7 separate regions of the Mus musculus genome follow, and regions 1, 2, 3, 4, 5 and 7 are each linked to region 6. A link is a contact called in public Hi-C, HiChIP or PLAC-seq and promoter capture Hi-C data. All regions are on one chromosome and are shown on one strand. Each heading gives the region's core, a stretch centred on a gene start, on an enhancer-like site or on the middle of the called end of the contact. The rest is flanking DNA. Distances are from core to core; before and after follow the strand shown.

The links. Promoter capture Hi-C pulls out the DNA fragments that hold promoters and counts their contacts. Hi-C and Micro-C count contacts between places; a contact is called where the count stands out from the background. HiChIP or PLAC-seq counts read pairs in DNA pulled down with a chosen protein or histone mark. Capture Hi-C pulls out chosen DNA fragments and counts their contacts.
Region 1: a contact with region 6 is called in a promoter capture Hi-C map of embryonic stem cells, with 5 times the contacts expected there. The contact joins the promoter of Gnb4 here to the promoter of Skil in region 6. A contact is called at or near these places in 11 of 39 promoter capture datasets (the 3T3-L1 cell line, the C10 cell line, the HPC-7 cell line and 6 more), 1 of 484 Hi-C or Micro-C datasets (embryonic stem cells) and 6 of 115 datasets of contacts at active chromatin or transcription factors (bone marrow-derived dendritic cells, embryonic stem cells, large pre-B cells and 2 more).
Region 2: a contact with region 6 is called in an H3K27ac HiChIP or PLAC-seq map of bone marrow-derived dendritic cells, with 13 times the contacts expected there. The contact joins the promoter of Pik3ca here to the promoter of Skil in region 6. A contact is called at or near these places in 12 of 39 promoter capture datasets (the 3T3-L1 cell line, 3T3-L1-derived adipocytes, the C10 cell line and 7 more), 3 of 484 Hi-C or Micro-C datasets (CD4 T cells and embryonic stem cells), 10 of 115 datasets of contacts at active chromatin or transcription factors (acute myeloid leukemia, astrocytes, bone marrow-derived dendritic cells and 7 more) and 2 of 9 other capture datasets (adipose tissue and liver).
Region 3: an H3K27ac HiChIP or PLAC-seq map of thymic regulatory T cells shows a contact between it and region 6, with 10 times the contacts expected there. The contact joins the promoter of Mfn1 here to the promoter of Skil in region 6. A contact is called at or near these places in 8 of 39 promoter capture datasets (the 3T3-L1 cell line, 3T3-L1-derived adipocytes, cranial neural crest and 3 more) and 5 of 115 datasets of contacts at active chromatin or transcription factors (bone marrow-derived dendritic cells, embryonic stem cells, forebrain and 2 more).
Region 4: a contact with region 6 is called in a promoter capture Hi-C map of liver, with 5 times the contacts expected there. The contact joins the promoter of Zfp639 here to the promoter of Skil in region 6. A contact is called at or near these places in 10 of 39 promoter capture datasets (the 3T3-L1 cell line, the C10 cell line, cranial neural crest and 5 more), 4 of 484 Hi-C or Micro-C datasets (B cells, CD4 T cells, CD8 T cells and 1 more), 8 of 115 datasets of contacts at active chromatin or transcription factors (astrocytes, bone marrow-derived dendritic cells, embryonic forebrain and 5 more) and 1 of 9 other capture datasets (liver).
Region 5: a contact with region 6 is called in a Hi-C map of B cells, with 9 read pairs. The contact joins the promoter of Kcnmb3 here to the promoter of Skil in region 6. A contact is called at or near these places in 7 of 39 promoter capture datasets (3T3-L1-derived adipocytes, the C10 cell line, hippocampal neurons and 2 more), 2 of 484 Hi-C or Micro-C datasets (B cells and CD4 T cells) and 3 of 115 datasets of contacts at active chromatin or transcription factors (embryonic stem cells, large pre-B cells and pro-B cells).
Region 7: a promoter capture Hi-C map of liver shows a contact between it and region 6, with 4 times the contacts expected there. The contact joins the enhancer-like site here to the promoter of Skil in region 6. A contact is called at or near these places in 3 of 39 promoter capture datasets (the 3T3-L1 cell line and liver) and 2 of 115 datasets of contacts at active chromatin or transcription factors (bone marrow-derived dendritic cells and large pre-B cells).

What each region holds. Positions count from the first base shown.
Region 1 is chr3:32,614,797-32,618,660 of GRCm38.p6, forward strand. Gnb4 (guanine nucleotide binding protein (G protein), beta 4) reads right to left here and starts at 1,794. Exons shown (of 10, transcript NM_013531.5): 1 at 1,643-1,794. It overlaps Gm52622 (a long non-coding RNA gene), which reads left to right and starts at 1,815. Exons shown (of 2, transcript XR_003954599.1): 1 at 1,815-2,481; 2 at 2,607-3,688.
Region 2 is chr3:32,395,522-32,399,747 of GRCm38.p6, forward strand. It overlaps Pik3ca (phosphatidylinositol-4,5-bisphosphate 3-kinase catalytic subunit alpha), which reads left to right and starts at 1,544. Exons shown (of 21, transcript NM_008839.3): 1 at 1,544-1,971.
Region 3 is chr3:32,527,790-32,531,821 of GRCm38.p6, forward strand. It overlaps Mfn1 (mitofusin 1), which reads left to right and starts at 1,693. Exons shown (of 18, transcript NM_024200.4): 1 at 1,693-1,906.
Region 4 is chr3:32,509,291-32,513,390 of GRCm38.p6, forward strand. It overlaps Zfp639 (zinc finger protein 639), which reads left to right and starts at 1,302. Exons shown (of 7, transcript NM_144519.4): 1 at 1,302-1,442; 2 at 3,711-3,902.
Region 5 is chr3:32,489,674-32,493,504 of GRCm38.p6, forward strand. Kcnmb3 (potassium large conductance calcium-activated channel, subfamily M, beta member 3) reads right to left here and starts at 2,296. Exons shown (of 4, transcript NM_001195074.1): 1 at 2,235-2,296. The coding sequence starts at 2,296.
Region 6 is chr3:31,092,407-31,096,629 of GRCm38.p6, forward strand. Skil (SKI-like) reads left to right here and starts at 2,652. Exons shown (of 7, transcript NM_001039090.2): 1 at 2,652-2,751.
Region 7 is chr3:32,572,232-32,576,603 of GRCm38.p6, forward strand. Mfn1 (mitofusin 1) reads left to right here. Exons shown (of 18, transcript NM_024200.4): 17 at 2,003-2,137. Among named protein-coding and RNA genes, the nearest start is that of Gnb4, 42 kb to the right of the region's middle. Within about 2 kb of position 3,115, at least 7 of the 459 cell types and tissues checked have an H3K27ac peak or open chromatin away from gene starts, as enhancers often do. A contact at or near this core is called in liver, where this site is marked.

The sequences.
Region 1 (3,864 bases), core at 544-3,043, 1.5 Mb after region 6:
ATGCCAGGAACAGAATGGCTGATGGGTGGCTATACAGAGTAACACCAGTAAATGGCACCAATCACAGCAGAGAAACCAGCACAGGTTTCTGACATGTCAAGGAAATTTTATGTGTACATCAGTGATGGCTGAGGGTCCTTCCCAGGACCTAGGACTAACTGAATGTGTTCTGCAGGAAAAGCATGCACTCTGCGGACAGAGGGATCTTGTCCTGACTCCAACTTGAGTTAACAGTTACAAGGCCACAGTGAGTCATTTAACATCGCCTTGCCTGTGGAAGGTATAATGTGTCCTTTGAGGAGTGACCCAGAGATGACAGAACAGAATAGCTCACTGCCCCTGATGAGAGGACAGAGCTTCAGTAAACAATTCCTTTAATAAATCTGATTAAACTAGCCAGCAAGGCAAAGAAAGGAATAGCCAAACCACCAAACTTAAATAACACACCTGAAAGAAATCAGAGAATTCACTCACTCTCCGACAATATTTGGTGATGGGGAAAAAAAAAAAAAAAAAAAAAAAAGCCCAACTTAGATACCACTCTTAGTTTTGAAATTGTCCCAGGATCTATTTCAGGATCTATTTTTAAGGAGTAAAAACACACGCTGAAATGTTTATTCATAAAAGACCAGCAACTCAGAACTGCTTCCTGTGTATTGCTCATAGGCTTAAGGCATGCAGTTAAGCAAACCACAGCACGAAGAATCAGCGTCATGGTCTAATAACGTGTAGACAAGAGGTCTGGCAATATTTATTAAATGATATTTTTAAAGTTTCTATTTCGGTTTCAAATTCACCAGCAAACCCAAATGCAAAAGCAAAAGACTCCTTAAGTGCTCTTAATCAAAATATTAAAATATACAGTAAACTTTCAGAATCAGCAATGAATGCTGGCAAAGACCAGATATACAGTTTGGTCAGACCCCTGTAAAAGACAACCTCTCTCCCTCTCACATTAGCATGCCAGCCATCACATCCTGATAAGCTGAAATATATAAAAGGTCACCACCGTCCGAGTTCGCGATATTGAAAGGGACTAATAATTACAATTCTGTCTTAAGGCAACTCCCTAGTAGGGCGCGGGTCTACAGCAGGTTATAATACTCACCTTTTTTTGGGGGGGGGGTGGATGGGAAAGGAGTAGAGAAAACAAAATCACCCACCACTGTCAGCCTTCTCTCAACTTTGAAAACGCAGAAAGAGATGCGGGGAGAAGACGAGAAAAAATAACCGCTTTCTCTAGTTCTAAACTTGCAAATATCCAAAATCCGTTATCACCCACCTTAAAAATAACCAAGCTTTGGGGACATAGTATCAGTCCAAAAACAACAACCTGAGGCTCCAGCAGCCCGTGGAGAACTTGGTGGAGATGGCGGGAGGCTGTGTGTGTGTGTGTGTGTGTGTGTGTGTGTGTGTGTGTGTGTGTGTGTGTGTGTTGGGGGGGGGGGCATTCTCTGCAGCTACCGTCCTCTAGACTCCCGGGTGGACGCACCCTCCGGCCGTCCCGGGCCTCGCAGAGCGCAGGGGAGCCCGCGTCCACACGGAGCCCCGCGCCCGGCCGCCCGCGTCCACACGGAGCCCAGCGCCCGCCACCCGCGTCCACACGGAGCCCTGACGCCCGCCGCCTGCGCTCGCCACCTACCTGGAGCCCGGCCGCCACCACCGCGCTACTGCTGGGCGCCCGGCTGCGGGTCGCGAACCGCTAGCTGGCTCCACCACACAAGACGGCGACCACACCCAGAGCCCTGCACGCCGGACGGGGCGGGGACCCGGGCGCGGCGCGCTGGGCGGGGGCGGGGGCGGGGGCGCGCGAGGCCGGGGAGAGGGTCTGGGAACGCGCCGAGAGAGCGGCGCGCGTGGCTCGGGTCGGGGCTGGCGGGAGCGAGCGCGGTCGGGGCGGGGGGCGCTTGCAGGGGCTCGGGGAACCCAGAACGCGCTTGGCCTGGGTGGAGGCTGATTGGCGCATGCAGGGCCAGGGTGCGTGTGTGTTGGGGAGGGGGCTGGCGGGGGCGCGCGCGTGGCCTGGGCCAGGGTGCAGGGGGTGGGCGCTGGCAAGGCGTGCAGCTTCTGCGGCTTTGGGAAGCGGAAAGCGCATCCCCTGCAGTTTCGATTTATCAGTGTGCCCCTGGACGCGCCGTCTAAGCTGAGTGCCTGACTTCTTCACGCCTGGGCCTGGCCTAGGCTGCTCTGCTCTGGCGGGCTGCAGGGTTGAGCCAGGAGAGCCACAGATGCAGTCTGCAATTACTGGGCTCTAAAATCTGAAGTCAATCCAGCCAAGCAGCCGTCGGTGGATGCCCGAGGTTCACTGGGAACACGAAGCTAGTGATACTGCCCTCCTCCCCACCCCCAACACCAGAACGTGCTGTAAACATTCCTGAACAAACCTATGCTCGCACAGAGCCTGCCCTCTTGACTGTCAGCTCTCGGAAGTTACTCTGTGGTCACTGATGACTGGAAGGCCTTCTCCCAGCACCCTGCCAGGTCTCTGCTCTTTAAACACTAGTGCACCTCAGTGCATCTCAAGCGACTTTGTTCGCATTTCTCCGGCGTTTTATACTGAACATGTTATAAACTAAATGTCTCCCTCCAATTTGTTTCTTCTGCAGGGGCATTGCTCCTCTCCCCACCCCCATCTTTCTTCGGAGTTAATTCCACTTTGACAGACGGTTGCTATAGCATTCTCTTTCTGACGTCAAACAATTTAAAGAAACAGAGCTGGGTAAAAGAGGCTTGCAGAGCTGTAGAAGGGTTTAAAGAATATCAGGAGAGCTTGGCACCCCCGCGGCCTTCCATTCTTCCTTATCAGCTGCTCCATATCAACCTGGAATAAAAGCCACTCATACCTACCGGCAAGGAGGCCAAACAGCAGTCTGAATGTGACTGGGGAGAAGATCTGCTCTGTGTAAAAGCCACCCCACCACAGATGTGAAAACACCAAGATACCAGGATGATGAAGTGGTTTCTCCCCAAAGTTTTGCTTTCCCTAATTAAATACTAGAAGAAAATGAAGAAGTACCAGACTTACACGTCAAAGAGTCAGGATGGTAGGTTGCAGCCGGAGTGGTCTAATTTTTGATGGCATCTTTCAGTAATAAGTCCTAAACTAGAAGGTTGGAGACAAGGGGAAGCCGGTACTTAGGGAGGACATGCATTTCTAAGGCTCCCTGCCTCAGCCTGCCTCTGTCATTTATCCCCATTTCACAGACTAGCAAACTGAGGCCCACTAGGATTCTGCTTGTTTCATGAAGTCACATAACATGGCACCTGACTAGACCAACTCAGATACTTATTTTCCTTTGTTGTGATTTCCTCCCTCATAATCCTGTGCACAAGCATGTCCCATATGGCAGGATTCTGAGAAATACTCTACTGTCAACTGTATATTGAAAGACAAGCACCTGGGGAAACTTAGTGGAAAGCCCTGGGGTACTGAATCTATTCTGGAGATGATCGGGGAAGCAGACATCCATAGCTCCAAAACATGAACTGCAGAGCCCGAAAAGATTGATGGTCTTTGATGATCTGTGAAAATTTGATGCGGACAGAAATCCTGGCTGAATAGTCCAAATACTTAAAAGAAGTAAAAAGTATTCATCACCCAAAAAAACCCACTTCATATTATATCATATTGTATTTGTTTTGTTGCCTGTCTCTTAGTTTTCTAAAAAGAACCCCTACTTTTAAAGAACAAGCCTGTGTACTGTGTGTTGGAAAGCAGAGTCAGTGAGATTTTCATTGCTCAGAGCAGCATCCCAAGAGTAACAAAGTGTGTGGATGGACTCTCACAGCTCCTGGTGTTTCCAAGAATAAGGAGATCTGTGGAGGATGGGGGTAAAGAAAAGAGAGGAGAGAGGGGAAGGGAGG
Region 2 (4,226 bases), core at 294-2,793, 1.3 Mb after region 6:
AGTCTAATAATATAATAATAAGTAACTTTTCTTTTCCTCTAAAGCATTTTTCTTTCAGTATTTTAATGATTCTATCCCACAGATGTGTAACATACTTTAAACATTTAGCAATACTGCAGAAAGAATTCAAGGCTGTAATTCTGTAGTAGGGGACTTGCTAGCATACACAAAGTCCCCAGTTTGGCCCCTAGCTTAAAAAACAAACAAACAAACAAACAAACCCAAAAAACCCAGCTGGGCGTGGTTTTAACCCCAGCACTCGGGAGGCAGAGGCAGACGGATTTCTGAGTTCGAGGCCAGCCTGGTCTACAAAGTGAGTTCCAGGACAGCCAGGGCTACACAGAGAAACCCTGTCTCGAAAAACCAAAAAAAAAAAAAAAAAAAAAAAAAAAAAATTAGAAAGCAAACTATTCCCAGCATAAAATTCCCTGACCAAGTATTATCTATTAATATCACACAGGAAGCACAATTTAAGTAATGATGCTTTTAGGACCTAAGATTAACTATGAAATTCAAGGTTATTTAACTCCTCGACCGGGGATAAGGGTGTTCTGAAACTGCCGGACACGACTAGTTAAATATTTTAAAACTCAGATTCCCTGGAATGTGAGATTAAAACGAGGCCTTAGGGTGGAAAAGAAAGAAAACAGGAAATACAGACAGTCCAGTAAAACACAGAGGAATGAATCCTTAAGACGAGGTTGAGGACGCGTGGCAGTTTTGAGTGTATTTCCTGTCCTCTACACTTTAAAAATTCCAGGGGGCACTAGGCTGCCGGACTTGGCTCTGACTTCGATTCTGGACCTTAGGCTTTTTCAATATGATAAAAGACCCGTAAGGAGAGAAACGCAGGATACCGACTGTCTGTCTGTCCGTCTGTTGCCGCCCCCGCCTCTCGACCAGGCTGGCCTCGAACTCAGGAATTCAGAGATCCGGCAGCCTCCTGAGTGGTGGGATTACTGGGGTTGCATCGTTTAAAAGTCAACATATCTCATTCCTTGCAACCAAAACCTTAGGCAGTACCTCACCACGTTGAATCGTACTTAAAGCCAGCATAACTATTTTGAAGCCTCAAAAATGAAAAAGTAACACAGCTTCTATAGCTGGGATACAAGGAAAACAGACTGGACATAGCCAAAGACCTCTAAAGACTGCAGAGGGCTATCGGAGTGGGTTACAATTTAAACCAGTGTTTGCAAAAGACTTCTTCCTGAAATCCGCATCCAATTTGGGAGAGCCACCCTTCATCTTGCCCTCCTTTCGTTTCCTCTTTGGGCATCCCTCGCTCCCGACTTTCCTGTCTGCTTCTCCCAAGACAGACTGCCGCTGGAAGAAGCTAATAGGTTTGACACGTCCGCCGTCCCAGGATGACACCACCGCCTGAGCTACGACTGCAGCGCTGACTCGCACTGCCACTCGGGGCGGAAGAGCAGGACGCAGGCGCAGTGAGTCACTGTTCCCGAACTTGCCCATTGCCCGGCCTCTTCTCCGCCTCACTTCCGGTCTTTGCAGCCCTGTTTCCGGGGCGTTGCAAGTTCGGCCCCTCCTCAGCTCTCACCCTCCTCTGCCCCAGGAGGGGGGAGCCGAGGGGGTGGGGAAGAGTTCGTTGTTTGTTTACACGATGTGAGCGGAAAGAGAGACCAATAAAGTTTATTCTGGAAACAAAAGGAAAAAGAGCCCGGGCGCCGGCGAGCGGAGCCGGGGGTGGGGGCGTGCGGCGGGGCCGGCGCCGAGCGGAGAGAGCGTTCGAGCGAGCGGCAGTTCCGGTGCCGCGGCGGCCGAGGCTGGGGCTGGGGCGGCCGGCGAGGCAGCGCTCGGGCCCGGCCGGGCCGCTCCGCAGCGGCGGGGGAGAGGGCCCGGGAGGCGGGCGCCGCGCCGCCCGCTGTCCTCTCCCTCGGCGCCGCCGCCGCCGCCGCCCGCGGGGCCGGGACCCGATGCGGCGGGAGCCGCGCAGCCTAGAGAAGCCGGAGCGTGAGTAGATGGCAGGGAGGGCGGGCTCCGGGCGGGCGGGCGGGCGGGCTCCCGGCCCCTCTCCTCGTACCCGGCCTCCGCCCGGTCCTCCTCCATCGCGCGATCGCAGCGAGGCCGGGAAGGGCACGCAGGGCCGCACGCCCCGGGGTCGGGTGTTGGCGAGCCCCGCCGCCCTCACTCTCGCCGGGCCTTCCTTTCCGGAGCCGGGTGTCGGCTCGCGGGCGCTCGTCTTCTCCGTGCCTCCCCTGCGATCCAGGGACCGTGCGGCCTCTTCTGCCGCTCGCGGACGGTGTCAGCCTCCGCTCTACGTGGGTAGATGGAAGACCAGCGGAGGGCTTGTGCAGCCTGCGTCTGTGGGGGACAGAGTAGACTGCAGCCCAAAGCTCGTGCCTCCACTGCGCCTTTGTGCACACGCGGGGCGTGGGCTCGCGGGACCCTGGGGAAACCGGCTTGGGTAGATAGAGCCCAGGTAGCTCCGGTCTGGCCGTTGCCACTGCAACTTTTGAATCACTTTAGACCATATTGGAAGCTAGCCTCTCTTGGTATTTGTTGACATCGTGTGATGTCGAATCTCTTGTGTTTAATGATGCGTTGTAAGAAAAGTCCTGGGCCAAGAAAAATAAAAATAAAAGATACTGTGTTGCTAAATTAATTTGGACAAATCAAAACACGGTGTTTTGATTAGTGGGCTCCCACTGCAACTGCAATCCAAGAATCTACCACCGTGTCTGTGAATTCAAGTTGTAAGGTATTTTTGTTTCAAACTAAAGCGTCGGGTTCTGGTTGACAGCGTAGATCACGGTATAAATAAACATCACGTGTTCTGGAAATTTTTAATTACCAGATTAACTGTTCTGCAGTATCTGTCAAAATTATCTGAAAGGGTACTGTTGGTTTGGTGTTTGGTTTTGTTTTTTGGGTTTGGGTTTTGTTGACTTAGGGTTTTGGGTTTTTTTTTTGTTTTTTTGTTTTTTTCCACCTCGTGTTGTGGGACTTTTTAAAGGGAGACAATAGGAAATATGTAGTCATCCATATTTTTTTTTAAATCGTTCATTTTTCAAAATAAGCAAAATAGGCAAGTACACATTTAAAAAAAATTGCAGAACGAGTGATTGAAGCAAATGTTACCACATCAGAATAGTAAAATCATCAGAAGGGAAATAAGGAACAAATGTTGCTATTTTATTGGTGACAGAGTATAATGCTTGAAAGCAAGCCTGCTCAAGTGGAAGGAGTTGAAAGATGAATACACAGATACAAAAACATTGAGCTTATCTAAGGTTTTTAAACTTTCAAGTAAGATGCCTGTAGATAAAGACAGGTCATTGAGTACAGGGAGCTAAGTAGAGCAGTGAGTTTGTGAGAGAGGATTCCCTTGAGAGCTGGATGTGTGTTGCAGACTGGTAACAGCACCTGCGGGTCCTAGACGCCTTGCTTCCCTCCAGCCATAGGTCCTCTATCCCCAATCACTACTCCCTTCAAAAACCGTCTAAATTTAGAAAGAGAATACTCATATAAAGTAGGCGGTGATAACTTTTTAAAGCCAGCTCACTGTCTTAGTCTTCTCTACTGAACAGAGTTTAAACAGTTGCAGTCATGTGCAGAGCCTTTGCTCTGCTGGTCTGTTTATTTGAAGAGAGCGAACTTAATCCTATTTGATCTCTTTAGTAGCTCGAGTGGCATTAAAAGGATCAGTCCTTTCTATTTTACTGTTCTATATCTCGAATTCCAGAGTGGGGGAATCTTTAAAGGAAGTGTTTATGAAGCATCATGAAAGATTTCCCCTCCACAAAAATACTTAGGATCTTTAAAATTATCCAACCTCAAAAATCTTAGAATATCATAGTTTGCTGTGTAAGGTATAGTCAAGTAGGGCTTTAAGAAAGTCTGGTTTCTTTTAAGTATTTTTTTTTTTAAAAACATGTCCTATGTAGACAGAACAACATCAGTTTCCCTGGGAAGTGGTATTCTAATGTGAGGCCAGGCAGGTAGGAAGAGAGACTCATTGACAAAACAGCATTTTCTGACTCCTTTCACCTCTGCCTTTAATCTTGTCCGGGGTCATTGCTCAGTTAATAGAGCTGGGAAACGGGCCCAGAGAGGTTTAATCAGATCACCTTTTATTTTTTAGATTTGCAGTAGTACACGTGTAATTGTGTGTAGTTCCAGGTCTTTGTTTGCTTGGTTTTGGTTTATTTGTTTGGGGAAGGATCGTGTGGCTAGTGCTGCTGTTATTGAGCTGGCATCTTGCAGTG
Region 3 (4,032 bases), core at 443-2,942, 1.4 Mb after region 6:
GCCAGCTCCAGAGATTTCCCCACCCCCAGCATTATTGTTTTCCCCATGAGTGGCTAGAGATCTGGATCCAGGTCTTTATGCCATCACAGCAAGAACTTTACTGCTTGAGCCTTCTCCCCAGTCTCTTAAGTACTGATCCTTATTGGCTATATACCCTGGAAATAGGCAGTTCAAGGCCAGCCTGGTCTATGGAGTGAGTTCCAGGGCTACACAGAGAAACCCTGTCTCAAAAAGAAAAAAATCATTTTAAAAAATCTGGCCTGGGAGGCAAAGGCATTGGATCTCTGTGAGTCCAAGGCTAACTTGTTCTACATAGTGAGTTCCAGGACCCAGGACTGTCTATATAAAATGACACTGTCTCCAAAAAACAACCCAAAACAAAAATCTTCAAATTTAGGCAGAGTGAGAGCACAGATCTGAATTCTAGCACTTGGGAGGCTGTGACAGCGGGTTTGTGAGTTCTTTTTGTTGTTGTTTTGTTTTGTTTTGTTTTTTGTTGTTGTTTGTTTGTTTGTTTGTTTTTTTTGGAGACAGGGTTTCTCTGTATAGCTCTGGTTGTCTTGGAACTCACTTTGTAGATCAGGCTGGCCTCAAACTCAGAAATCTGCCTGTCTCTGCCTCTCGAGTGCTGGGATTAAAGGTGTGTGCCACCACGCCCAGCTCATGCTTGTTTTTTTAACTCATCCATTTTAGCACTGTCCTTCCTATGTGTCTTGGACAGTTTTTCTCCAGATATTCCCAGTAACAGTCCTGAAATGACCTGAGAAATGACATCCTTTCAGAAAACACATACCTCTTTGGCTCCACCTTGCTCATTTTTCTTCACTCTATCCTCTTGTCCTGATCTCCCCCCCCCCCCATAATAGCAGTCATAGTCTGAAATGATCTCATTCACTGTATTTATCCAACTTTTTTATCCAACTTTTATTTTTATTTATCCAACTTTTGCAGGTGCCCATCAATGTTTTAAGCACTTTACACCCTAACCCATTTACTTTCCCACAATTCATGAAGTAGGCATTTTTAGTATTTTATAGATGAGGTAGCTGCCATTCATATGGATAAAGGGGCTTCCCTGGCAAAAGCATCTCATTTGCTAACTCTGTAAAGAACCTCTCAGGACACATGCTGTGAAACCTCTCTTGGAAGGTGGAACATGTAGAGTCCTTGGGCTTCACCCTCGATCAATCAATCAATGGTTTAACAAGATTCCCAGGTGATTCCTAACAAAGTTTAAATCATGAACAATTAATTTTCTTGAGTAATACCTCTTACAGTAAGTAGACACACACAGCTCACTCCAGTAACCCCAGAAAACCAATCAAGACCAGAGCAATTGGAAAAGTCAAAGTTTTGACGACCCCCCCCCCCCCCCCCGCATGATAAACATCTATGTGGTTTTGGGGTACTTCTCCCCCTACACCCTCAGATAACCATGGACATCTTTTCACACTTGGCGCCTTTGAGCTTTGAAAACTCTGAAGGGAAAAACCAAGGGGAGGAGTTGGAAGGTGGAACAGAAAACAGCCCAGTGGTTAATAAGAACTCCTGCCCAAAACAAACCTCGCCTTCAGCCCTGAAGGAAAATGGCGCCCGCAATATATGCAGTTCTGGTCTCGAAGCGTCAGCCAATAGGAGATCCGAAGCGCCGGAAGTAGCCGCCCCTAGCCCCTCCTCTGGGCACCTCCCCTCTTTCGGGAGGATGAGACAGCCAGGGGGCTGTGGCGGAGCTGTGGTTGCTGGGTGACAGTGGGGAGCAGGGACGGAGTGAGTGTCCGCTGGCGGGTGGCGACGTCCGGGGTGACCTTCGAGCTCCGGACCGGCGCAGCGCGAGCGCCCTGACGGGCCGGGGCGGCGGGCCGGGCAAGGGCGACGGGCGGCCAGCCTGAGGGAAGGCCCTGTCCAGGTAGGAATCCACCCGGCTGGGCAGGCTCTCGGCCCACGCGGCTTCCTCTCCCCACGCACCTCCTCCGCGCCGTCAGTTCAGGATTCCGGAGGGAGCCACCCTCCTGGTGGCCACGGCGCTTCTTTTCACGCACACCAGCGTTAGCGTGTGCTTGTCTTTGGTGGCTTTTCATAGGAGCTTCCAGGTAGAACGTCTTTTACTTTAAATTCAACATTCCTTTAAGTTTGGGGACTTTGGCTTGAAGCCTTCCTTCATGCCTTCTTTAAGTCTTGACTCCGTAATTGTGACGAAAGCTGCTACCTTCTTGGTGTCTGTACTGCATTAAGACTTGGGCATTCTTTTATTTTCTTCGCTAACTGGGAAACTTAGTTTAGCTAAACTAGTTTCATCTTCACTCGAGGAAAATAAATTAGGGATTACAACCAAGATTTTTGTTACTAGCTTTTACCGATTTTACATTTATTTACATATCTACTCTTCCAGGATTGAAGATTGAGCCCCTCCCAGGTCTCCCATGCTAGGCAAATGCCATTGTATCCCTAAACCGGTTTCTAAACTGAGTGTCACTGAGAGACCCAGGCAAGCCTTGATCTCACTCTGTTGCCTCTTGTAGACTTGAATTTTCAGCTTTTCCTGTGTGACACTCCTGAGTAACTGAATTACAGGTAACATGACAGGAGGCAAATTTCTCTTTTTTTAATGGGAGATCACTCGAGAGTAATCTTTGGTTTCTGACTAACATGGTTTCTGTAAATAAATAAATAATACTAAAAAGTATTTTATCTATTTGGCCAGGTTAATTTTTTGCTATTAGGAAATTGAGGCATGAACTAGCAGGTATCAGACTAAGCATGATTTTAAATGTTTGCTCTGTTTTTAGATTTTTTAATGTGTATGTTTTTCTTCCATATACGGATGCATGTTTCACCACAGTTTCTGCGCAGTGCCCTTGAGGTCAGAATAGGGCATAAGATCCCCTGGAACTGGAGTTACAGGTGGTTGTGAGCTACCAATTTAAGTCCTTCTGAAGAGCAACAAGTGTTTTAAAGCACTGAGACATCTGCCTAGCCCTGGAGGCATGCACATTTCATTTCTTCTTTCTTCTTCTTCTTCTTCTTCTTCTTCTTCTTCTTCTTCTTCTTCTTCTTCTTCTTCTTCTTCTTCTTTTGTTTTTGTTTTTGTTTTTTATTTGTTTGATTTTGAGACAGGGTTTCCCTGTGTGTCCCTGACTGTCCTGGAACTTGCTCTGTAGACCAGGCTGGTCTTGAACTCACAGACATCCAGCTGTCTTTGAGTGCTGGGACTATGCGCCACCACTGCCCTGTTTTCATATGGTTTTTAAAATTATATTTAACTTATATGTGGAAGCGGTAGACTTTCACAGTTGGTGTTTGGAGGCAGAGAACAACTTGCTGGAGTTGGTTCTCTCCTTCAACCACTTGGTTTCTGGAGGATTGAACTTAGTCTCCTCCACCTGAACTGTTTTGAGAGATTTTGAGTTTTTCGTTTTGAACAAGGTTTACCAAGGCTGGCCTGCTTCAGCCTCCTCCTGGCTGGGATCACAGGTGTGTAACACCACACCTTTATCATTCAGCTTTTTTTTTTTTTTTTAAATGTGTACGGGTATTTTGATTGCATATATATGCAACCAAATTTTGGTGTACCATGTGTGTACCTGTGTCTGTGGAGGCCAGAGGAGGACATCAGAACCCCTGGAACTTGAGTCTTAAGACAGTTGTGAACTGCCATGTGGGTGCTGGGAATAGAACTGGGTCCTCTAGAAGAGCAGCCAGTTCTCTTTAACTGCTGAATCACGTCTTCAAGCCCCTCATTGTTAAGTTTAAGTAGAGCTTTGGAGATGAGGAAAGCCCTGCTATGTCGCATTGTCCAGGTAAAACTGGACTTCCTGGTGTGAGTGCACCCCCTGCCTCAGCCTGCCCCAGTAGCTGAGACTCCAGGCATTTGTCATCCACAGGCTAATTATTGCTTTTCTTTTTTTTCTTTTTTTTTTTTTTTCTTTTTTTGGTTTTTCGAGACAGGGTTTCTCTGTATAGCCCTGGCTGTCCTGGAACTCACTCTGTAGACCAGACTGGCCTCGAACTCAGAAATCCGCCTGCCTCTGCCTC
Region 4 (4,100 bases), core at 52-2,551, 1.4 Mb after region 6:
CTCGATTTAGCTATTCACGTACAATTAGTTGAACCTTAAGGGCTTTAGTTACAAAACCGAGAAACACTCACAAATTGTACTGAAACCTCTTTAACTCTCACCCAGATTAGGGGGTTGGGGTGGGGCAGCTCAGTGGATGAGAGCTAGGATTATATTTAAAAATGTTTTAAAATATATATATTTTATTTTTATCTGTATGAGTGTTTTGCCTGAATGTATGTCTGTGCACCACTTGTGTTCCTGGCGCCCATGGAAGCCAGAAGGCTTCAGGCGACCTAGAACTGGATTTACACGTGAGCTCAGACGTGAACCTCATTGTGGGTGTTGGGAATAAAACCTGAATCCCCTAGTGGAAGAGCCAGTTTTCTTAACAGCTGAGCCATCTCTCCAGCCCCTGGACTCCATTCTTAACACTGAAGGAGGAGCGAGAAAGAAAACACACAGCCGCACTCTGGACTGTTGCTTGTAACGCTGAGGGCTCACACCTCAGCACTCACCCTGCCAAGCACAGACAACCACCGAAATCTACTGTCAGCCCGAGGGATAATTCAAAAACAATGTTCACAGTTATTTATGCTCATCTAATTTAATCCTTTGCTTATTGACGGTCAAGGTACGAAAAGGATTTAAATGACAGAATGCAATCCTTTGTGATAACCTCGGTTCACTCCATCAGGTCTTCTTTTTAGGATTTATTTATTTTTGTATTTAGGTGGGGGGATGGGGAGGTGTGTATGCCTGCGGAGGCTTCACATCCCTTGCTGTTGAGTTACAGTAAAGGCGTTTGTGAACTATCATGTGCATGCTTTCTCTAGAAGAGAAATAAAACTCTCTTAACTGGGGGGAGCCATTTTTTCAGCTCTCCCTTCTCTAACTCCACCTCCAATCTCCCAAGACTTCAAGAACCCAGGGTGTGGTCTGAGGACCCATCTCGAGTCACATCGCGTTTTTTCTCGGCCCTGGACTTATCTAGCCCGGATGTTGGGATTTGAGGACAACCACCATGCGTGAAACACTAATGATCCTGAAGACCCTGAGGATCGATCACTGCGGCCTTCCAGGAAACCGATGAGTGGGACAGCGCTGACCTCAGGGGGGAAGGTGGCACGGCCCGGATGTGCCCGTAGGGGACGCTAGACAGCACTGCTAGTCTCTCCTTGTCCTGCTGTTAGGCCCCGCCCTTAGCATGAAGCCACGCCCCCTCCATGCTCAGGCCACGCCCTCATCCTTAGGGTTCCCGCCCCCCGTCCCCCATCTTTACTCTCGCGGCCCGCTGTGGCGCATGCGCGGGGTGACGGGGTGAGTGCTGCTGGGCCTGGCGGGCAGGGAAGGGCAGGGCCGGGGAGGGCGCGGGCGGCTGGGCAGGGCGCGGGCGGTGGCCCGGCAGCCCCCTCCGTCCCATCATCCGGGCGTGTCTCGCCGGAGCTGCGCTGCTACGTGAGGTGAGGGCCGGCCTCCGGGGCCTGCGTGCCAAGCGAGGGCCGCGGGGCGAGCGGGGCCTGCCCGGCCCGGTGCGTGTCGGCCGCTCGGGTGGACTCGGCGGCGGGGGGGCCTATGCCGGCCTGCAGGAGGCTGCTCCCGCGGGAGACGCTGGAGTCCAGCGGGGACCCGGCCCTGAGTCCTCACGGACAGAGGCTCCCAGGAGAGGCCAATCAGACCAGCGCTCTTCGAATTCCTGTAATCTGTGACAGGGACTTGTGTAGCCTAGGCTAGCCGGAAAGGCGTGTGCCACCACGCCGGGCTTCAATTAGAACGGGAAAATTCTCTTTCTGTTTGAAAATGTACGTGCTTATTGCGTGTATGCATGCGCACGTGTGCCATGGCGCAAGTGTAGAGGTCAGAGGACAACTTTCCAAGAGGCTGTTCTTCCCACCTTGCGGGTTCCAGGGAAGACACCCAGGTCGTCTGGCTTAGCTGTAAGCGCCTTCTGAGCCCTGGAAATATTTTTTGTTTGTTTGTTTTAATGGAGGTGAAAAAATAAAGTGTTATAAACGTCTTCAAAACGCAACGACCCAGTCTCAAAAAATTCGGTGCTGGGTGCTGGAGAGAACACCCAGTTGGAGTAGGTTCATGATTGCCTCCAGATCAGACACCATCTCGGACTACACATGCGCGCGAAAACAGCCTTTTAAAAATATGTCTTGGTGCGGGGCAGTGGTGGCGCACACCTTTAAACCCAGCACTTGGGAGGCAGAGGCAGACGGATTTCTGAGTTCAAGGCCAGCCTGATCTACAGAGTGAGTTCCAGGACAGCTGGGCTACACAGAGAAACTCTGTCTCGAAAAAAACAAACAAAAAAAGTGTCTAGGCATTGTGTGAAGACATCCGAGGTTTCATGAGAAACCTTTGAAAAGGTTTGTCTATGGGAAGCACTATTAAGTGTTGTGAAGGTTCCAGGTGCCAAGATGCCTCTGTGTGGGTGATGTGTTTGTTTTGTTTTTAGGACACAAGAGACTTTATGTGTAATCTTGCCTCAGCCTCCTGAGTGCTGGGATGTCAGCTGTGAGCCACTGAGCTCTGCTGTTGATGTGGAAGAGGGCAGTTGGGCCTTTTTAAAATGGGATTTTTTTTTCTGTCTTCAATGTTATCTCAAAAAGTGGAGAGCAAGCCAGTAGTGTTGTATGCCTTTAACAACAAATTGCCTAACCCCAAACATAAATATAAATTCAGAATTAGCACATCCCGTCTATTAATTTTTTTTTCAAACACTATGTACTTCTGGCTGGCCAGGAACTCACTGTGTAGACCAGACTGGTCAAGAACTCAGAGACATCCTCCGTCTCTACCGCCTGAGGGCTGGGGATAAAGGTGTAGGTCTCAATACTCAGTTTCTCCAGACAGGGTTTCTCTGTGTAGCCCTGGCTGTCCTGGAACTTGCTTTGTAGACCAGGCTGGCCTCAAACTCGGAGATCTGCCTGCCCCTGCCTCCCAAGTGCTGGCACTGAAGACATGTGCCACCACTTTAGGCTTAAATTTTTTTTAAATGATAAATTATAAACTATGGATATATCACCACGATATTATCTTTTTTTTTTCCTGAGTGAATGGATTTTAGGTGATTAAATTTCAAATGTCCTGGTTTTCTACAGTGACACCTGTGTATAATTGGGGAAGGATACGTTTCAGATAGTTAACAGTCTTTTTAAAAGGATAACTAGTGAGCATGAGTTTTTATGGTTCACATTTCATTAAGAAGTCAAATTTCTCAAGCTGACAAGATGGCCAGCTCATTTCCCAGTGAGTAAGGTCCCTGCTGCCTGAGGACCTGAGTCCAGTCCTCAGGACTCGCGACATTCCTGTGTCCTGTGGACACTCCCGATGTCTTTATGAAGGCACTTGTGCATACACAAATCCAATTCTATTTGCCTGGGTGAAGGCTGGTTGACAGCTCTTGGTTGTGAGTGGTCTTAAGGAACCTTTGGTGATGTCCAATCCTGAGGAGTCACACTCTCCTCCACCTTCCTCACGTGACAAGACAAATCCAAATGGCAATGTTAAGGACTTGTAATCCCGTGCTTGGTTTCCTTTTCTTACTTTTTTGTTCACGTTCTGAACAACCTGAGATATTCTCTTGACAGTTGTGTTCTACCTATTAGAATATGATAGAATATGGACTATAAGAAACTGTGTCTCCAAAGAAAGCTGATTATGGCGTTGGGTGAGGCATTTTGTCTGTTTATCTAACATTTCTGTAAGAGTATGGCTGTCAGTTTTTCAGATTATCACCTCCCCTCCTGCTTGTGCTTAAGAACTTGAAGCAAGATGAGCTTGCTGCTGGCAGCATGGAAGGAGGGTTCACACATGCACAGTTAGTTACCTGATGTCAGAGCTCCGAAGACAAGTGTGCCATCTATGTCGTAATGGACTTTAGTGGCGTTGGTTTCTTCCTTGCTTAGAATGAGGTGAGTTTGATAAGGGAGCCCTTTTGTGTTCCTCCAGGGATTGTTGGGAAGGTGGCATAAGCAATAAGAATGCACTTAATAAATGTGTGATCACATGACATAGAAGTAGCAAGTGCCCTTTGGGGAGGTTTCCACCAGAAACAAAAGATTCATCTTATATTTGCCTGGGGTACCCCAAAACTCAGGAGGCTAGGACAG
Region 5 (3,831 bases), core at 1,046-3,545, 1.4 Mb after region 6:
ACTGTCTGGGGTGAACTCAGTAGTGTTTATAAACACTTTTTATCCCAGGGTCTCAGAGTGATTAAGAATGATCTCATTTGCTCTCTAGTCAGTGAGATGAGCCAGTAGCATTTTAATTTTTTTTTCAACCAGGAATATTGATGTCCTGAAGACATCAACCAGTATCCTCTGTGCCCGTTCCTCTCTGCCCTGTCTTCCTTGCTTGATCCTCCCTGCGCAGTCCTCCCTGCCCAGTCCTCCCTGCGCAGTCCTCCCTGCGCAGTCCTCCCTGCGCAGTCCTCCCTGCCCAATCCTCCCTGCCCAGTCCTCCCTGCCCAGTCCTCCCTGCTCAGTCCTCCCTGCCCAGTCCTCCCTGCTCAGTCCTCCCTGCCCAGTCCTCCCTGCCCAGTCCTCCCTGCCCAGTCTTCCCTGCAGAGTTCTCCCTGCAGAGGATGACTTTCCAATCAAATCAGAGCACAGCTGAGGCTCCCATGCCACCTTCTCAGGCTGAGGCAAACTGAGTTGCTAACAGCGTGAACAGTCTAGCTCTAGCTCCATAGCTTGCCTGGGTGTGATCCGGACAGAAACCAGCAGCCTTGCCCTTTAACATCTGAACTGAGCAAGAACTCGAGGTAGCTCAGCCACGCGTCACAATTCACCTAATGAGGATCCCCATGCGTTTGTGACGCTGGGCATGCGCATTCAACTACTACCTCCCTGAAGTTTGTTTCAGCTGAAAGGTTTTTGTCATTGCCTGAATCTTTCTGGGTATTTGCTTTTTTAAAAAAAAATACAAAATTGCTTAGCAACTTTTTGTGAAACAGCAAGTGAGGTTGATAAAAAGCCACCACCAAGTGCAGGGTGGGAGCAATAAGAAGCTATCCACCTCTGCATGTCAGGAAGGGAAGTGAGCATAGGGATGCGTTGGGGGCAGACTGGACTGTCTTCCACCTTGCTTGTGTCATGAGGAGCATCTTCACGTTCACTCGCTGGCTTGGTTGCTATTCTGTCTCCTGCCACGAAGCGACTTGCTGTAATTGCCTGCTCATAAAGGCATTAGCTCATAGCTGGGCGAGCCTCTCTACTTTGTGGTCTGACCCTTCTACCAGCCTGGAACCCACGCCCAACCCATCCAATGCCTCTCCTTCATGCCCTAAACCAAATACCCAGTAGAGTAGTTAAAGCTGGAGGTTAATGAGTACCCAGCTCCCAGTTCTGCTTATATTGCTAAGAGCCACCCAAGTTTTCTATAGTGGGAGAGCTTGGCTTCAAGGTGTCCTCTTCCCAAGAATGTACCAGAACATTTCTAATATCATATTTCAAAAGCCTGGTATGGCTCTCCTCTGCCCATTTCTGACTGTCCTGCTGCCCCAACTCTCACACAGGAGTTCAAGGCCCCACTCCTCTGAACTTCAAAATTCTTCTGCTTTGCATACCCTTGGGGAGAAGGGTCCTAAAATAATCTTTTTCACTTCCCACTTACTCAGTATAGTTGGGTGGTTAATACCAGTAATCTCTACACTTGAGAGGTGGAGGCAGAAAGAGCAGTTCAAAGTCAGCATCAGGTACAGAGCATGTTTGCAGTCAGCCCAGGCTATGTGAGATGCTGTCTTAATAATAATAATAATAATAATAATAATAATAATAATAATAAAGCTAGAATGTACATAATATATGCAGGCCTGTCTAGTTTAGAGAGTTCCAGGAAGGCACCACCGTGCTAGAGCACACAAAGACAAGTATCTCTATTTCAAGATAAGATGAGGGGCAAAGACCCAGAGTCATGCAGCTGCCTCGGTGGGGAGCTGGAACCTGAATCTTGGTCTGGACCATTAAGGCTTCACCAACAAGACCAAAGGCTGGTGTCATTTCTTTGTTCTTTCGTACAAGAGATATATTGCTGAGCACTGCTTTCAGTGCTGGGATCCATAGCCCACACCACCTGTGTCACCTGTGTACCCAGGTAGAGAGTGGTCCACACCTGGAATCCCAGCACTGGAGATCAGGAGGCAGGAGGATCATTCTTAACAATATAGAGAACTTGAGGCCAGCCTGGGCTACATGACAGCCTGTCTCAAAACAGCAACCAAAGGTGGGGGTGGGGTAGAGGTGGGTGGTAGGGGTACCTGGGAGGCATTGCAAGCTGGCCTCCTCAAAGCACCTACCAAACTCAGCTTTCAGCATGCCGCATTGTAGCCACACTGGCCTTGATTAGCAGGAGGCACACTGATGGGAGATTCAGGTGGGGAACTTACCTCCCTTGGCGCCTCCGGCCACCCTGTAGCGTGATTTGGACAGGGATGCTGAAGGGCTGCATGAGGCCAGGAGATGTCTGGATCGGATGCTCCCCGCCTGAGTTGTGCCCTTTTAGAGCGCAGGAGGCTTAAGCATCATCGGAAGTGGAGTCCCAGAGGGAGTTGCCAATTCCCTGCCTAGCCACAGACACCAGGACCCCTGCTGCATCCAGAGCTGGCGGGGTCCTCTAGAAGTTTCCTAGAGAGGTGGGAACTCAGGCAGCCTGGCTGCAAAGCAACGTTCAGGTATAGTTGCTCATGGAGTACCTAGGTGGTTCTGTAGCCAACAACACTCCCCCAGCATTGCCTGGCGCCTGTTCCACCTGACACCTGTGTTTCCTCTGAATTCACCAGGTGCATTGTCATAGAGACCAATAGGACTGTGGAAAGTTCTGAGGCCCCAGGGACTCTGTAATTGGGGACAGACATACCCAATACACAACGTGTAAGAAGAGGAAATGTTCTGTCCCAGACACATTCCCTTCTTTTTTCAAAATATTATGTTTGGGTACAGGCTTAATATAGTAGCCTTTTCTGAATAAAATTGTTCTGAATAAAAGAATAGCTTTACAAACCTGTGAGGTGACTCAGTGGGTAAAAGGTCATCTGGCCAAGCCTGGTGACCTGAGCTCCATGCCCAGACACCAGTGAAGGTGGAAGGTGAAAGAGCCAAGTCTACCAAACTGTCCTTCGAATTCCACACAAGCGCACAAACAGGTCATGCACACACACACCTGGCAATCATAATATTAATTCGTTTAATTTTTAAAATTAGATTTACAGCTGGCACAATAGTTTCCACTCAGAAGGCAAAGGCAAGAGGGTCAGAGCTCAGGGAGGTAGCACTAGGTGCTAAAAAAAAAAGCAGGTCGGCTAAGCCATGGAGGCGAACAAGTAAGCCACACTCCGCCAAGGCCCCTTCCTGTGTCCAGGTCCCTGTCCTGTTTGAGTTCCTGCCCTGGCTTCCCTCGGTGATGAACTGTGGTGTCCAAGTGTATACAGTACAAATAAGCCCTTTCTCCCCAGGTTGTTTTGGGTCATGTTGATTTATCACAGTATATTTGTTAGATTTCTGAAGCAGATTAAAGACACAGGAGGCAGCAAATGTCCAGACTGACCTCAACAGAAAATGGATACTACTTCTTTCAAAACATCGAAGGGTGAACCCTCTCCTGTGGGGAAGAGGTGCTCGCAAGGACGGGAGGAACCTACGGACTTTCTATAGGGAGTGTGGCAGTTGGAGAATAGGACAGAAGTGAGGGGCTACGTGTGAACCTTTCGGTTTGCCCTTTCCTAGTTTTGCCTGCTGCGTCCAGACAGGCTACAGGAGACCAGCTGACCCAGTGAAAGCAGCTTGAGCAGGGCCAGCTGTATAACCTCCTATGAATTCTATTCTTACAACTGAAGAATTCTAACTGTATGCATTTCTTTTCTGCTGCCGTGATAAAGCACCATGACCAAGGCAACTTCTACAAGGAAGTGTTTAACTGGGCTTGCAGCTTCAGAGAGTTAGAGTCCATGATAACACAGTGAAGGAACAATTGAGCACTCGCATCTT
Region 6 (4,223 bases), core at 1,402-3,901:
TTTCTGGAACAAAGGGCTATTGTCATTTGCTTTCAGTGTCTTTAATTTTTTTTTCCTTGAGATGGTATCTCTTGTAGTCCAGGTTAGCCTCTTACTATGTAGAAGAGGATGACTTCGGATCCTCTTGCCTCTACTTCCTGAAAACAAGGATTACTTGTTTATGCAGTTCTGGGGGTTTAACCCAAGGCTTGATGTAGGCCAGGCAAGCACTTTACCAACCAGGCTACCTACATCCAAAGCCTTAATTTTATGTTATACATTTTATTGATAATTCTGAAAACCCTAAAATAATCTTTTAAAAGTGTGGTCCAGAAAAAGCCTACCCATTCGCAGCAGAGCTAGGCACATTGACTCTGCTTATTTCTACTTGTATCCAACCTTTACCTTTAGGCCAAGACCTAGGGAATTCAAGGGCAAAGTGAATTTTATTTTGTAATTGAAGAACAATGGTGAAAATGTCCCCAAAGCTTGGTTTTGATTGACTCTAGCCACAGGGCTGTGACTAGTGTCTCAATTGATATACATAAAACCACCCTTTTCTCAAAAACAGATTCCTCGAGAGGACAAAAGAACAGGAAGATAATGTATTTGATTTTTCTAAAAAGACTATTATCCAATTAATTTTGTTTCTCAAGCCTTTGACCATGCTAGCAAGTAATTACTTTTATGGCTGGAAAGATGACTACTAAATACTTAGCATTAATTGCAGTTTCAGACTCGCTTAAGACACACACACCTCAGTTATCTTGGTTTCTAAATTTGTTTTTTTCTGGTTAGATCCAGAGCCAGGTGCAAGGAGGCCAGGTGCTCAGTCTCAGGACTATCCTGGCGTTGCGCCTCAGCTTTCCAGTCGGGCTTATGAACATTCTGGCGGTTAGACCATCTATTCCCCCAGACTCGCAGATGCTGCTCTTCCCCCACTGGCTCTGCACAGAACATCATTATCTTTGCTGAGCTTCTGTCTCTATGGCAATAACAGATGGGAAGTGCTGCGGAATTATTCATGTTCACACAGGCAGTCAAGAAGCGTCGAGTAGGAGGTGGGAGAGGGGCATGACCTGGGAGCACGGAGATGGGGGCCGACAGGAGCTGGGGCGGAGGCGGTGATGAGAGGTGACATTTGTTAGACCTATTGTGGGGGTTAAAAAAAAAAGGACGAAAAATCCTCAAGCACAAAAGTATTCCCAATTGGACAACTGCAAATGTAGACCCAAACATGAGTAACCCCGAAGCGGTAAAATAAACCCGGCGAGAAAAGGAAAAAAAAAAAAAAAAAGAAAAAAAAAAGGTGGGGTGGGGGTGGGGTGCGCCACCGTCGCCGAAGCTCGAGTTCCCTAAGTCTGCGCAGTGCTACTCGCTGCGCTATTTCAGTTCCTGATCCTGCGGTGGGGTGGAGAAAAGGGGATTTCTTGGTGTTTCGAAATATGACGGGCTAGCTTCACAGAGTTGAATATTCGAGCTATCCTGGATACGTTGGCTAGGAAGTCCCCTCACCCACCCCCGCCGGCGGTTCGAGGTGGCAGCCGAAAGTGGTTATCTTCCTCCACCTCTTACCGTCTCTGGAAAAATTAAAAAGAAAGAAAGAAAGAAAAAAACACACCCGAAAACACCAACCAAAGTGCTTAGTGAATCAGAATGGGTCACTTATGGAGGCTAAGAGCAGCTGGGGCAGCAAGATCTGTCCCCGCGGTGCGCAAACCGCGGACTCTGGGGCGATGGCGGCCGGGTCAGGCCACCCCAGAGCGGCCAGGCGGGGCTGCTCACCGGCAGCTGGCAGGGCGGCCGCGGCGGGAGGCCCCACGGGGGCGAGAGGCCCCGCGACGTCGGCACTGGGCGGGGGGAGGGTGGCAACACTGGGAGCGGGGAGCACGGGGGCAGGTGGTGGCGCTGCGGGGGGGGGGGCGGTGGCAGCGCGGGGGCGTCTGCGCGGCGGGCTCAGCCCGGGGGTCGCGGCGGGGAGCCACCCGCAGGCCACCTCCGGGGCGGGGCCGGGCGGCCAGCTGCGGCCGCGGGGGTTGAGGGGGGCTGCTGGCCGAGCCTGACCTCGGGCGCGGCCAGCTGCCGGGGTCGCGCACAGTGCAGCCCGCCGCGCCCTGCCCCCTCTCCCCCTTCTCACCCCCCCCGCCTCGCAGCGCGGCGGCCCGGCGGCCAGGGCGCCCCCAGGTCTGGCCCGTCGCCACACGGCGGCGGGCGTGGCGAGGGCGGCCCCAGACAGCCGGCTGAGCGACTCGAGGAAGGAAGGAGGGCGGCGGGGGTGGGGCCGAGGGAACATCCTGTCTGAGCCGGGCACCGCAGACAGCGCCGTGCGCCAGCCGCCCAGACGGCGCGCCGGGCCAGCAGCGCGGGGTACGCGCGAGGGGGGCGGGGGAGCGGGAGCACGCGCGTGCGCGGCCGAGGCGCCAGGCGCGCGCCCCGGTCGGGGCTGGGGACGCGCGCGCAGCCTGCAGTGTGCAGCCCGCCGGGAGCCACAATAGGCCAGACGGCGCGCGCGCCCGAGGGGCTGGCTGGCGCGGGGCCGCGCGGCGCCGCTGGCTTCGTTCCCTCCCCTCCCCCGCCCGCCGCCCTCGCTGTCCCCCGGGCGGCCGGAGACGGCGGCGGCGTCTGCGGGAAGCCGTGTCTCCGCAGTGACGTGGGCGGGCCGCGGGCCGGGTGACGTCAGAGGCTGTGTGTAGCGATGTGTGTGGGGTTCGGAGCGGCGCCGGCACAGCGAAGGCGGCTGGCGAGCGACGGCGACGGCGACGGCGGGCACAGGTGCGGCCGCAGGTCGCGAGGGGACGCGAGGGGCGTGCGGCCTCTGGGGGCGCTGAGGCGGCGGCGGCGGGGGTGATGGGGAGGGCACAGAGCCCGGGGGTCTGCCCGGGCGCGGAGGGCCTGAGTGGGGCGTCCGGGATGCGTGGGGGTCCCGGGCGGGGTCGCGGGCACAGGGCGCGCGGCGGGGGTCCCACGGGTGTACAGGCCTCGCGGATTCTGGGACGGGTCAGCTGGGAGGGGATGGCGGTGCACTTGACCCGAGCCGCCGGGACCCAGGAGACCTGGACCCTGGTCATCGCCGCCATCCCCCGGCCGTCTGCGCTCGGCGGGGATGCCCCGGGCTGGCCCCAGCTCTAAGCGTCCGGCGACGCGGGCTTCCGGGCTTGGCGCCTAACCTGCCCGCGCCCCTGTGGGTGCCACGGCTCAGGGTGGGTCAAGTGGGGGGAGGCGCAGCCCTGGGGCGCCTAGGTAACCCTAGAGAACTTCCCGCGGGCCGGGGGCGTGGGGTATTTCCACCGGCGGCCCCCGCAGTGGGGCGATGTGGGGAGGGCACTTAGGGTGATCCCAGTCACAGAGGTGGGGGTTGGGAGGACTCCTACTTCCTCTGCCCCCTCTCACCTCACCAGACGCCGGGAGTCCCCTGCTTCCCTGTCCTTTGGGTTGATGATGAGTGGGTGTCTCTGCGTGTGCGCAGGGCTGTGGGGGCGCCCCTGGTCTAGGTCATGCCTTCTGCCCTTTTCCTTGGCTCGCCTTGGCTGAGGTGTCCCTGTAGTGGCGAAAGTCACAGTACGGTGGCTAGGTGGCTTTCGTCCATAATTCTCTGGGTTTGTGTTAACATAAATTGCTGGGAGTTTAGAAGCAAAGCTTTTTATTTGTCGGCTTTTACTGGGTTTTCTCCAGGGAGGGAAGTGGATGAATACTCTTTTTCGCCACTCTGCCTCCATTTGCATTCTTTGTGAGGTCTGTCTGCCTTGTGCTTTTTGTCCCGGATTAGTCTTGCTCATGGATGGAGATTTCCAGGCGTGGAGTCTTACAGCTTTTGGCTTCCATTAGGCAAATTCGCTAACCTTTTAAAGGGAAAGTTTTTTTTTCTTCTTCATTCCAAAAAGATAGTATGTATGAATGTACTTGAAGTTTAGTTGCATATGGTAGGTATATTAACATGTATCTTGGGGGGTGGGGAGACCAGAAACTACAGGTTTTTTTTTTTTTTTTTTCTAACGAGAAAGGATTGTTTTTTAAAATTTAAATGGCATGCATAGTTGAGAAAGCCTCTGGTACTGAGGTTTGGTTATTCGTATTCTAAATTTGTGTACTCGTCCTTGTTTGGAGAGGCATTATTTAATGCTTCTGTTACCCACCGTCTGGACTGCTTCCTATTTAGATGAAGTTTCTTTTAGATAACTGGTGTTAGGTTGGAAGAAACCACCCAAGTGTTACCTTTGGTAAAATGAACTGAGTTGAAGATTAAG
Region 7 (4,372 bases), core at 1,865-4,364, 1.5 Mb after region 6:
TCTGACTCTTGTGGGGAGTATTACCACCCAAAGTGGTGAAACTTCCTTTAAACTCTGTGTGTGTGTGTGTGTGTGTGTGTGTGTGTGTGTGTGTGTGTGTGGGTGGTGGGGGCGGGTGGGGGGATCCAGAGCTAGGATCTATAAATAAGATAACGTGTAGCTGGGAGGTGGTAGCACATAGCTTTATCAGTCCCAGCTAAGGTAAACAGGTCTCTGAATTTGAGGGCTGAGTTCCAAGATAGCCAGGGCTACCCAGAGAAATCCTGCATCAGAACAAACAAACAAAAAAAAAAATCGGGGGAGAGAGAGGGGGAGGGAGCTAACTGACAGAGAGAGAGAGAGAGAGAGAGAGAGAGAGAGAGAGAGAGAGAGAGAGAATGAGAATAGGTGTTTGTCTTTCTGGGTATGGTTACCTTCCTCAGTGTGATCTTTTCTAGTTCCATCCATTTACCTGAAGAGTTCGTGATTTCCACTTTTTCCAGCAGAACAGTAATCCGTAGTGTGTGTATTTCTATCTGTTCATCAGATGAAGGCTATTTGTGTGTTCCATTTCTCACTGTGGACAGGTGCTAAGGAGGGTGATGGCTGAGCAAGTGTCTATGGTGGGGAGGGGAGGGGGGTCTACTGGGGTGTTTGCTGAGCAGTGGGACGGCTGGGTCATGTGGCAGGAAGATCTAAAAATCCACAAATATCTGTGCCAATCAGTATTTAGGGATAGGAGATTTCCTTACGAACATGTGTTAGTGTATACTTATCCTGTATTGGTTGGGGTATTCAGCTGTGGCAGGGACTTACCTAACATTCATGTCTGAACTTGCCAACCAGGATTCAGTTACCCATGTATACATCTCTCTCTGCTAAGCAGAATGTTATTTCCCAAGGAAGTCTTGGGAACTTAAACTTTACTTGATCTCTACTCAAAATGGATGTCTTATTCCAAATAGCTTCTTATATTGGTGCAGGTCTTTCTTCTGTCGGGGTCCATCCCAGGGGCAGCTTACAAAGGCAAGAAGCCCTAAAAGCTCAAACACAGGCGCAGGCAGTGCTGCTGGGTGGTTGGTTCAGTTCCAAGCTTACTGAGGTAACTGTGCAAAGCAGGGCTGACTGATTTCTACTGGGATTTGATTGGTCTCCAAGAACACCAAAGTAACAGCACTAACAGTATATGAGAAAATTTCCTTCTATTAGTAATAGCACAAAATGGTAGGCTACACAGGTAATAGTTACCTAGGCCTTAACATGTCACCTATGCCTTAACAAGATGAAACCTCAGAGTTGTTCTAATTTGATTGCTAAGAATACAGAATAGTTTTTGAGATATTTCTTATCCATTTTTCCTTCTCTTGAGGACTATGTTCAGATCCAAAGCCTATTTTTTTAATTAGGCAGTTTGGGGTTTGTTTGTTTGTTTGTTTGTTTGTTTTTGATTCTTTGTCTTCTTTAGTTCTTTTTAAGTTCTGGATATTAGTCCTCTGTCAGATTCACAGCTGTCAAAAACTCTGCCCCCACCCCCACCCCAGGGGTCTCTTCACTTGGCTGATCATGTCCTATGCTGTGTAGAGGCTTTGTAAGCCTTAATTCCTGAGCTAATGGAGCTCTGTTCAGAAAGTCCTCTCCTGCATGCCCGTCTTGTAGTGCTGCCTCATTTATTCTAGCAGTCTTAACGTCTGTCTGCCTTCTGCGTGGTCACATCCCGTTTGTATTCACGGCGCTCTGGCTGCAGTCTTTAATTACAATAACGTTTATAAGTGCCGTGCTGCCCTGTGGCTTAGCTATGAAAGATTTCCTCTTTAGCTGAGGAGCATAGTGGCCGTGCCTTTAATCCCAGCACTCCAGAGGCTGGGCAGATCTCTGAGCTTGAGGCCAGCCTGGTCCAAGTTCCAGCCAGGTCAGCCAGGGCTACACAGAGAAGTCCTGTCTCAAAAAAAAAAAAAAAAAAAAAAAAAAGTTTTTCTCTTTAATATGTGATCATTTTAGGAAACATTCACTTTTTTTCTTTTAGAGAAATGGCCACTACTTTTGCTCGACTGTGCCAACAAGTTGATGTTACTCAGAAACATCTGGAAGAGGAAATTGCAAGATTATCCAAAGAGATAGACCAACTGGAGAAAATACAGAACAACTCAAAGCTCTTAAGGTAAACCTTTTGTTGGTTTTTGTTGTTGTTTTTGAGACAGGGTTTCTCTGTGCAGTCCTGGCTATCCTGGAGCTCTCTCTGTAGACCAGGCTAGCCTCACACTAAGATTTGCTTGCCTCTGCTTCCCAACTGCTTGGACTAAAGATGCCACCACTGCCTGGCTTAAGGCAAACTTTTTCACCATCAATAACATGAATATCTAGTTTTGTCTCACATTCAAAATGTAGTTACATGAAGTCATTAATGACTTTGTAAATATAACTTTTAAATTAACTTCCTGCGTTGCTTTAAATTAAGAATTTCCATGTTTGCGACTGGAGAGATATCTATCATTTAAGAGCTGCTTTTGTAGAGGACCCTACTTGGGTTTGGTGGGTTCCATCATCCACATGGAACTTACAAAACTGAAAAACCTCTATACAGCAAAGGGTACCCAGCAGCCACCTGTAACTCCACTTTCAAGAGATACTGTGCCCTGTTCTGGCTTTAGTCAGCACAAGGCATGCGAGTGGTACATGTATACACACATAGGCAAAACACTCAGAAAGGAAAAATAAGTGTTTTTTAAAAAAGAAAACGACTGTCCACATTTAACCCTCTCTGCTTTGGGATTCCGGTAAAAGGCAGTTGCAGCAGGAGAGCTCGTCTGAATTAAACGGGACGTACAGGACTTTACTCGCTGTTAGGCTAGGAGAGAACAAAGTTCAGTAATTAAAAATGACACTTGGAGCTTCATAGAAGCAGTTTCGGGGACAGGGAACGGGAACTGGGTAAGGGGATAACATTTGAAATGTAAATAAAGAAAATATCCAATAAAAAAAGATGACAGTTGGGCATTTTGGCTACATTTGGGTGCCCAGCGCCTGGGAGACAGAAGTAGGTTCAAAGTCTCCTTTCAGGGCTGAGGGCAGTGGATCATGCCAGGAAACTTGGTGAGGTCAGTGGGGTCAGAAGCCCTGGCACCCACCTGAGGACAGTAGTGTTTCACGTACTCTGGACCAGATTCCTGCCTGGAACACCTGACCACAGCTCCCCACATAAAGAGCATGACCACTGGCCACCTAGCACAGAACACAGAGTTCTCTATGCTAATGAGGTATCTAGGAGGAGCAGGTTCAAAGTCATGCTCAAGGACATAGTGAGTTCGAGGTCATCCTAGACCCCAAGACCTGACTCAGAGAAAACCCAAAACTAACCTGTTCTTTCCTGGCCTGAGGATACTTGCATTTGAAGCAGTGAAAGTGCAGCTGTCCTGATAAAAAGAATTCTGCTCTGTTGTGATGTATTATGGATCCTCTAGGATACGGGTGGGTGATGGTGTCACTGTCGGGCCTAAGTTGGCAGTACTTACTTCAAGTTCTTAACCATGAACTGCTTGCCTTGTGTCGTGGTATATTGTTAAACACCATGTGAGCAGCACTGCCAACTCAGGGCATGCAGTGCATGTAGCTCTACACAGTAGAGCAGCTTTGGCAGTGTGCAGGTTGCAGGACTGGCCTCGTGTCCTGAATTTTGGGGCTTATGTAATTAGCGAAATGAAGCTGTTTGTGCCTACATGCTACTCATGTCAATGATAGATCCTTCCCGAGTGTGCCGTGAGCACAGCACTCACCTATGGGTACGATTCTAATGTGATCCTTACGTAGCAAAGAACTTCGTTCTTTACACAGTACTTAAAGGCAGTTTCCAAGACAGTTATGCTTGTAAAGATTTGTAAGGTGTAGATTCTCAACAAGGTATGAATCAAGTTTGGGGTCTGCAGCAAGCTTCAAGTCTGTCCCAGTGTACTCTGAAGTCTGCAAGCCAGTATCTGTAGTCCATGAAGTCCATCTGTAGTCCATTCACATGCCAAGCAGGTTTCCAACAGTGGGCTGCAGCAGAGCCCAGGTGTGGAGCAGGCTGTGAGCGCTGAGTATGGAAGTGCGCTCTGTATTGTGCGTAGAGTGCACAGTGCAATCAGAATGGTGTCTGCGCTCATCTTAGGAGCAGGCTGTGAGCGCTGAGTATGGAAGTGCGCTCTGTATTGTGCGTAGAGTGCACAGTGCAATCAGAATGGTGTCTGCGCTCATCTTAGAAGCTGTTCTAGGGCACCAAGGCCTGACTGTTTGGAATCCTAATTACCAGCTTGGGCTCAGCCCTTCTGCCCACGTTTCAGGAGGGTTGCTGCAGAGTCAAGGGCATTCTTGGCTTATGTACACTTCACTTCTGTGACCTTAGTCACATGTTCAGAGACAG